2 separate regions of the Sus scrofa genome follow, and region 2 is linked to region 1. Evidence: chromatin contacts called from public Hi-C data. All regions are on one chromosome and are shown on one strand. The core of a region is the stretch at or near the end of the contact, and the rest is flanking DNA. Distances in the headings are between cores, read along the strand shown. Region 1 holds the start of WDR60 (WD repeat-containing protein 60). Region 2 holds the start of NCAPG2 (condensin-2 complex subunit G2).

Region 1 (3,387 bases), core at 805-3,304:
AAACTTTGTCACTTCCTCACTCACTGCATTTTCTGAGTAGCACTTACGCTTTCACATTATTTAATAATGGTTTGCAATGGTTGGCAATTGTGAGCTACTAGAGGTCCAGGACATGTTTTTTTTTAACTGTCTCCAGCATTGTCACTTCCCGCATGATCAAATGAACTTAGTGAGTAATCTATTGAATAATGATGATAGATGTATCACAAGATGAAATGTGATTGGCAAATAAGTTATTTTGAAAATAATTGTTTTAAGAAATCTGAGGCGTTCCCGTTGTGGCTCAGCGGTTAATGGACCTGACTAGCATCCATGAGGACGCAGGTTCCATCCCTGGCCTTGCTCAGTGCGTTAAGAATCCGGTGTTGCTGTGAGCTTTGGTGTAGGTCGAAGGCACGGCTCAGATCCTGTGTTGCTGTGGCCGTGGTGTAGGCTGGCAGCTACAGCTCTGATTCGACCCCTAGACTGGGGGTCGCACGCAGGTGTGGCGCTCAAGAGACCAAAAAAAAAAAAAAAAAAAGTTTGAGGAAATATTGTTTAACTTCCTCTATTGACATTTATTCGGCAAATACGGTGGGGATGGTGAGAAAGAGGAGACAGCATTTGCAGAGCTCTGTGAATATGGTGTTTTGGGGAGATTCGAAATCACATCATTCTGTTTGGTGAACGAGGGCACCTGGTGTGAGCCTCGGGGAGACAGAGCAGGGCATGAGGGGAGTCACCTGCTGGACTGCTGGCTGCGGTGGACGATGGATTGGTAGCAGCTGGAGTGGAAAGCCAAACAGTCAAGACACAATGATCTTGACAGGAATTTGGGATGGGCACTTGGGAGGGGAGAGGGCAGGGTTCAAGGGCCAAGCCCAGGTCGTTCTTGCAGCATGCGTGTGCCTGACCTGACTTCATACTGTGGCTGAGGTCTTGAACCTCACAGACAACGACCTGAAGCTTTTCCAGCAACAGCTGTCTTCTCGGCCAACAGAGTGACACAGAGAATAAACTTTGGCATCAGACTACCCACCAACCTAACTGTGAGTTTAGGCAACTGGGCTAATCTGTCTGGTCCTCAGACTTCTCATCTGAAAAACAGGAGCATATCCATCTCCAAGGGACGCTATGAGAATTAAGTGAATTGCCAAGTAGGTTTCCGTTGGGTACCTCTTTGGGGGCAGTCCCTCACTGAATCCTAGCTATCACTGCAATGACCTTGCTGTGCTCCTTTGCCAGTACCGTTCTTCCCAAGTGCTGCTGAGTGAAAATGAAAACGGTGGTGGTGGAACGTCCGAAACCAGAGCACAGTTAAATATACAAGGCTGATTGGGAGTTCCCGTTGTGGTGCAGTGGTTAACGAATCCAACTAGGAACCATGAGGTTGCGGGTTCGATCCCTGGCCTCACTCCGTCGGTGAAGGATCCGGCGTTGCCGTGGGCTGTGGTGTAGGTCGAAGATGAGGCTCAGATGCCACGTGGCTGTGGCTGTGGCATAGGCCAGCAGCTACAGCTCCCATTAGACCCCTAGGCTAGGAACCCCCATATGCTCCGGGTGTGGCCCTAGAAAAGACAAATAGTCAAAAATAAATAAATAAAATAAAGTGCTAATCATTATTTAAAAAAAAAAAAGGCTGATTGGATCTTGATTAATTTCTCTAAGGCAAGGAGCTGAGGAAATGACTTTTATATTCAGCACAAAGTAGACAGATCCATAAACTGTAAACTGGCTCCTAATCGCACATGACTCAAAAACACAATGTCTGGAAAATAAATTGTGTGTCTAGAGGAAAACCATGATGTCAAAAGCACAGACCCCAGGAATTCCCTTGTGGCAAAGCAGGTTAAGGAGCCCTGTTGTCACAACAGCTTCCTCGTTGCTGTGGCGCCAGTTCCATTCCTGGCCTGAGGAACTGCCACAGCCTGGGGCGGGGCCAAGAAACAAAACAAAACAAAACCAAGCCCAAAACGAAAAAAAACACAGACCCCCCTAATGATACACTCACCCATATGTCTTAGCACAGGATCTGAACACCTTCTTTCTCTCTCTCAACGGTAAGTGGAATCTTTTCTAAGCAACATTTGCAGACTAAACAAACACGAAACAGTTTGCAGAACCAGAGGTAAATGTCAGTTTTAACGTGCATCCCTGGAGTGGGACCCACACTTCTCCAGTCCTGCATATTTAAGTTTGGCTTTTACTTTAAGCGTCAAATAAAACAGTTGGGGTAAAATAAACCTGAGATGCAGAATGTGTCTTAATACTAAACTCACAGTTAGGTTGGTGGGTAGTCTGATGCCAAAGTTTATTCTCTGTGTCACTCTGTTGGCCGAGAAGACAGCTGTTGCTGGAAAAGCTTCAGGTCGTTGTCTGTGAGGTTCAAGACCTCAGCCACAGTATGAAGTCAGGTCAGGCACACGCATGCTGCAATGTGTATTAATACTTAATACTTTATTAAGACACATTCTGCATCTCAGCGGAATGTGAGGCAGCCCCTTTGCGGTCCTGTTTGGGAAAATGCGGCCCTGAAATGACAGGTTGTCGCGCGGGCATGGGACAGAGTTTACAGTTGTGAACGCTTCTTCTGTCCCTTGAGGCGTCTATGGCCTCTCGTCTCTTGCTCTGTATAAAAACTGAGTCTTTCAAAGATTGCGTTTTCAAAAACTTTTCGATTCCTGCCAATCCTGCAGAGTGTGTCCCATCAAACGACGGCACAGGGAAAGCTCCCTAAGCTGCCTGCCCGAAGTCTGAGCTCAGCTCCCTCTTCCAAAGGCACTTTGGCAGGTTGAGGAGCCGCCGGCCCTTGCAGCCGTGCCTGTTTCCCCTTTGCAGCTCCGGTCCTGCCGGCGGACCCGCCTCGCAGGCCTTTGGGCCTCCGACCGGGCGGAAGAACCCAGCCCTCGAACCAAATATCCCACCCGGCTGGAGGGCGGGAGTCCGGCCGGAACTGCCTTCTTCCGAGACCCCTCCCTCTGGGCAGGGAGCAGATCCCAATCGGTGGTCACTCGGCGCTCCTCTGCTCTGGTCTGCCGGTTTCTAGGAGGCGAGGACGGGCAGGCGCAGTGGGGGCGGCCTCGGGGCACGCCGGGCCGGTGGTGCTCGGCGCTCCGCTGCCCCGCCTGTCGGTTGCTAGGAGGCGGGGAGGCGCAGGCGCAGCGGGGACGGCCGCGGGGCCCGCGGGGCGGGCGGTCGCAAGAGTTCCGTTGCCCCGCCTGCCGGTTGCTAGGAGGCGGGACGCCTGCTGGGAGGAGGGTGCGGGCGTCCGGCGGTCTCTTTCCGGAGCCTGGCCGGGCCGAGGGCAGCGCGGCCGCCCGGGCCTGCAGGCGGCGATGGAGCCGGGAAAGGTGGGTGCGTGCGGACACCGCGCGGGGAGGCTCGTGCCCGCCAGTACCGCCCCTTCCT
Region 2 (3,428 bases), core at 193-2,692, 98 kb before region 1:
TGTGCCGTCTACGGTAGACTCTTGCTAACAATATTCCAACAATACTCCGACATAAACAAGTTATAATATCTAAAAAGGTAACTTCCTTATTTTCTTCACTAAGAATAGTACCAACATGACATTATGTTATTATCATCAGTTGTTACGGAAGTTACCATCCAAGAAAAGAGAAACCCAAACAGCTCTGGGAGGCTCACCTTCTCTCCCCTTTTAGCACCTTCTCAAGATGCTCCTTGCAGGTCTGAGTCAGCTCAACAAAGGGAGCAGTGAGGCCCAGCTGCTCTATCCTGGAGACCCTCACTTCTTAAAGCACCATTCCTCCAACAACAAAATCCGTGTCACAGCTGCCCTGTTCTGCAGGGTGTGGCCCTGGGGTCACCTGGGAGCTTGTTAGTTGTGCCAGCCAGAGCACAGCCCCCCACCCTGTGGGACCAGAGCTCAGGGCCTTTGTGTAACCTCCTTCCCTGCCTGTGTTCCCCTGACAAATCCTATTTTCCACTTACAGTACCTAGTGTTAGCAGTCCCCGATTTGAGAGACATCAACCCGAAGACGAAGTAAGAGCAAAAAGAAGGAACATACATAACAGGACACTTACTTTAAAAATAAGTGAAAGCCTGCAGTTATAAGTAGAACAATATGGAAAATTACTGGCACTGTCAGGGGTCCGTCTCAGGTCCAGGGCTCAGGAGGTCCTGACCCGGGTCAGCCCCGGGTTCAGGAGGTCCTGTCTGAGGTCAGTCCCGGTCTAAGGGGGTCCTGTCCGGAGTCCATCCCAGGCCCAAGGCTCAGGGGGGTCCTGTCTGGGGGTCAGTCCCACGTCCAGGGCTCAGGGGGTCCCGTCTGGAGTTGGCCCCAGGCCAGGGGCTCAGGAGGTCCCGTCTGGAGTCAGTCCCAGGTCCAGGGCTCAGGGGGTCCTGTCCGGGGGTCAGTCCCAGGTCCAGGGCTCAGGGGGGTCCCATGTGGAGTCCGTCCCAGGTCCAGGGCTCAGGAGGTCCTGTCTGGGGTGAGCCCCAGGTCCAGAGCTGAGGGGTACTGTCTGAGGTCCCAGGCCCAGGGCTCAGGGGGTCCTGTGTGAAGTCATCCCCAGTTTAGGGCTCGGGTTGGGGCGCTCTGTCCGCAGTCAGCCCCCAGTCCAGGCTGGGGGTCCTCTGAACTCAGTCCGGGAGGGAAGGGGCCGCGCGTGGGACTCTCTCGGGCGCCTCAGAGCCGCCAGCCGGACGGGAGTTCGATCGCGGCCCATGCGGACGCTGTGGTGCTGGGGGCCCAAATCGCCCCACCCCGCCGTTTCCCGGCCCCCTACCCCCAGCCCTTCGTGGGCCAGCTCCGCGGCGCTCACCTCATCCCCAGGACCCGCCGTTTCCCGCGCTCGGACCAGATTCAAACCCGCCCGCCGGCGCCCTCGACGCGCCCCGCCCGCCCGCGCGTCACTACGCGCCGATCTCGCGAGAGCTGGGCACGCTGGGCGGGGCCCTCGGGGGGAGGGCGCGCCGCCGTGGCCCCGCCCCAAGGCCGCCGCGCCCCTACCGGGCGCCTGGACCCCGCCTCTTCCACTGGTGCTCGGATCCTGGTATTTTTTTGTCCGACGTCAACATGTCTCGTTATTGGTTTAAATGCGAGAAGTGGACGCAACTGCTGACATAAAGACTGACTCAAAATAAAACTGTGACATCACCCTTTATATATATAGCCAGTGAAGGATGGCTACTTAGCAGTTGGATACCAGGTCTTAAACCCGTATGTCCATTCCACGTTTCCCACACTCCGTCCTAAAGTAGAATCTATTTTTGCTATGCAGCGTCTATGGACCATGTCTGTAGCTATATATATATATATATATATATATATATATATATATATATATATATTTAATCATGTGACCAAAATGCTCTAGGTTTACAAGCTTCATTTATTAAGGATACAAATAGATCAAAGCTATATACATTGATTATATGTTTTGATAAGTACCTATTAAATATTAACCTAAAATTTCGTTGAGACACACCTCTTAATGGTATGGTTAGGACTATTTTTTTCAATTTATGTCTCTAAGAATATTCTATTTTGATTTTTTGTTTATAGATGTAAATACTGAAAAATAACTTGCTCATAAAAAAGGAGACAAATTAAAAAAATTAGTAGTAATGTACCCAATTCTTTGAACGAATTTTTTTGTTTGTTTGTTTTTGCTTTTTAGGGTTGCACCTGCTGTATGTGGAAGTTACCAAGCTAGGGGTCAAATTGGAGCTACAGCTGCCAGCCTATGCCACAGCCACAGCAACATGGGATCCGAGCCGGGCCTGTGACCTCCACCACAGCTCACAGCAATGCTGGATCCTTAACCCACTAAACGGGGCCAAGGATCAAACCACATCCTCAATGATACTAGTCGGAATAGTTTCCGATGAGCCACGAGAACTCCACGAATTTTTGTTAAAAGCCAAAAACCGTATATTGATCTATCACCAATTTCTTTCTATCTAACTTGTGTCAGCTAATAACTTAATCAGGCTTTCCTTCAATTTTTGCTAAAAGCAAAGATTTGGAAACCACTTGAATTTCAAAAAGAATTTGTATCCAGTCACTTGAAATCATTTTCTTTCTCAGTTTCCAAAAAACTTTACCCAGATACACTGAATTAGTATTAATTATATCAGTTACTTTTAAAGACAGGTTTGTCAATTTTTTTTTTTTTTTTGCTATTTCTTTGGGCCGCTTTACTGTTCACAGGATATTTTTATTTATTTTGTCTTTTTGCTATTTCTTTGGGCCGCTTCCGCAGCATATGGAGGTTCCCAGGCTAGGGGTCTAATCGGAGCTGTAGCCACCGGCCTACGCCAGAGCCACAGCAAACGCAGGATCCGAGCCGCGTCTGCAACCTACACCACAGCTCACGGCAACGCCCTATCGTTAACCCACTGAGCAAGGGCAGGGACCGAACCCGCAACCTCATGGTTCCTAGTCGGATTCGTTAACCACTGCGCCACGACGGGAACTCCAAGACAATTTTTTTTTAATAAAAGCTTTTATTGCTTGCTTTATATGTTCTCCCCACATCTTGGAAATCTTCGGATTTAACTTACCCAGTTTACGGCAACTTCTAACCAATCCAATCAGTAAATCCAGGCTTTAATGTTAAGCCAATCAGCCAACTCAGAATGAACTTTGTCGGGGAAAGTCTGGGCATTTATAAACTACTGAGGAATAAAGAATGCATCTCTAAGACAGTGGCCAGCAGAGCAGCTGGGACCGCCAGGGTCAAGGAACAAAAGGCCCCCTATGGACCCCCCCCCCGGCCCCCGCAACATGCACACACACCTGTCCAGCTGGGGTCAGGACCCGCAAGAAGACTCCTTGGGGGTCCTAAGGCTTTGGGCTCTGCTGGAGAGGCCACCTGGGGTGACAGCCTATGGCTCCTGTGCCTCCTTGC

Evidence for each region. Hi-C and Micro-C count contacts between places; a contact is called where the count stands out from the background.
Region 2: a contact with region 1 is called in a Hi-C map of skeletal muscle, with 5 times the contacts expected there. The contact joins the promoter of NCAPG2 here to the promoter of WDR60 in region 1. A contact is called at or near these places in 3 of 5 promoter capture datasets (fetal liver, fetal skeletal muscle and liver), 12 of 47 Hi-C or Micro-C datasets (alveolar macrophages, blood, embryonic fibroblasts and 6 more) and 2 of 2 datasets of contacts at active chromatin or transcription factors (alveolar macrophages and skeletal muscle).

Annotation. Positions count from the first base shown.
Region 1 is chr18:553,809-557,195 of Sscrofa11.1, reverse strand. WDR60 (WD repeat-containing protein 60) reads left to right here and starts at 2,054. Exons shown (of 24, transcript XM_021079024.1): 1 at 2,054-3,329. The coding sequence starts at 3,315.
Region 2 is chr18:651,196-654,623 of Sscrofa11.1, reverse strand. NCAPG2 (condensin-2 complex subunit G2) reads right to left here and starts at 1,442. Exons shown (of 28, transcript XR_002340267.1): 1 at 1,338-1,442.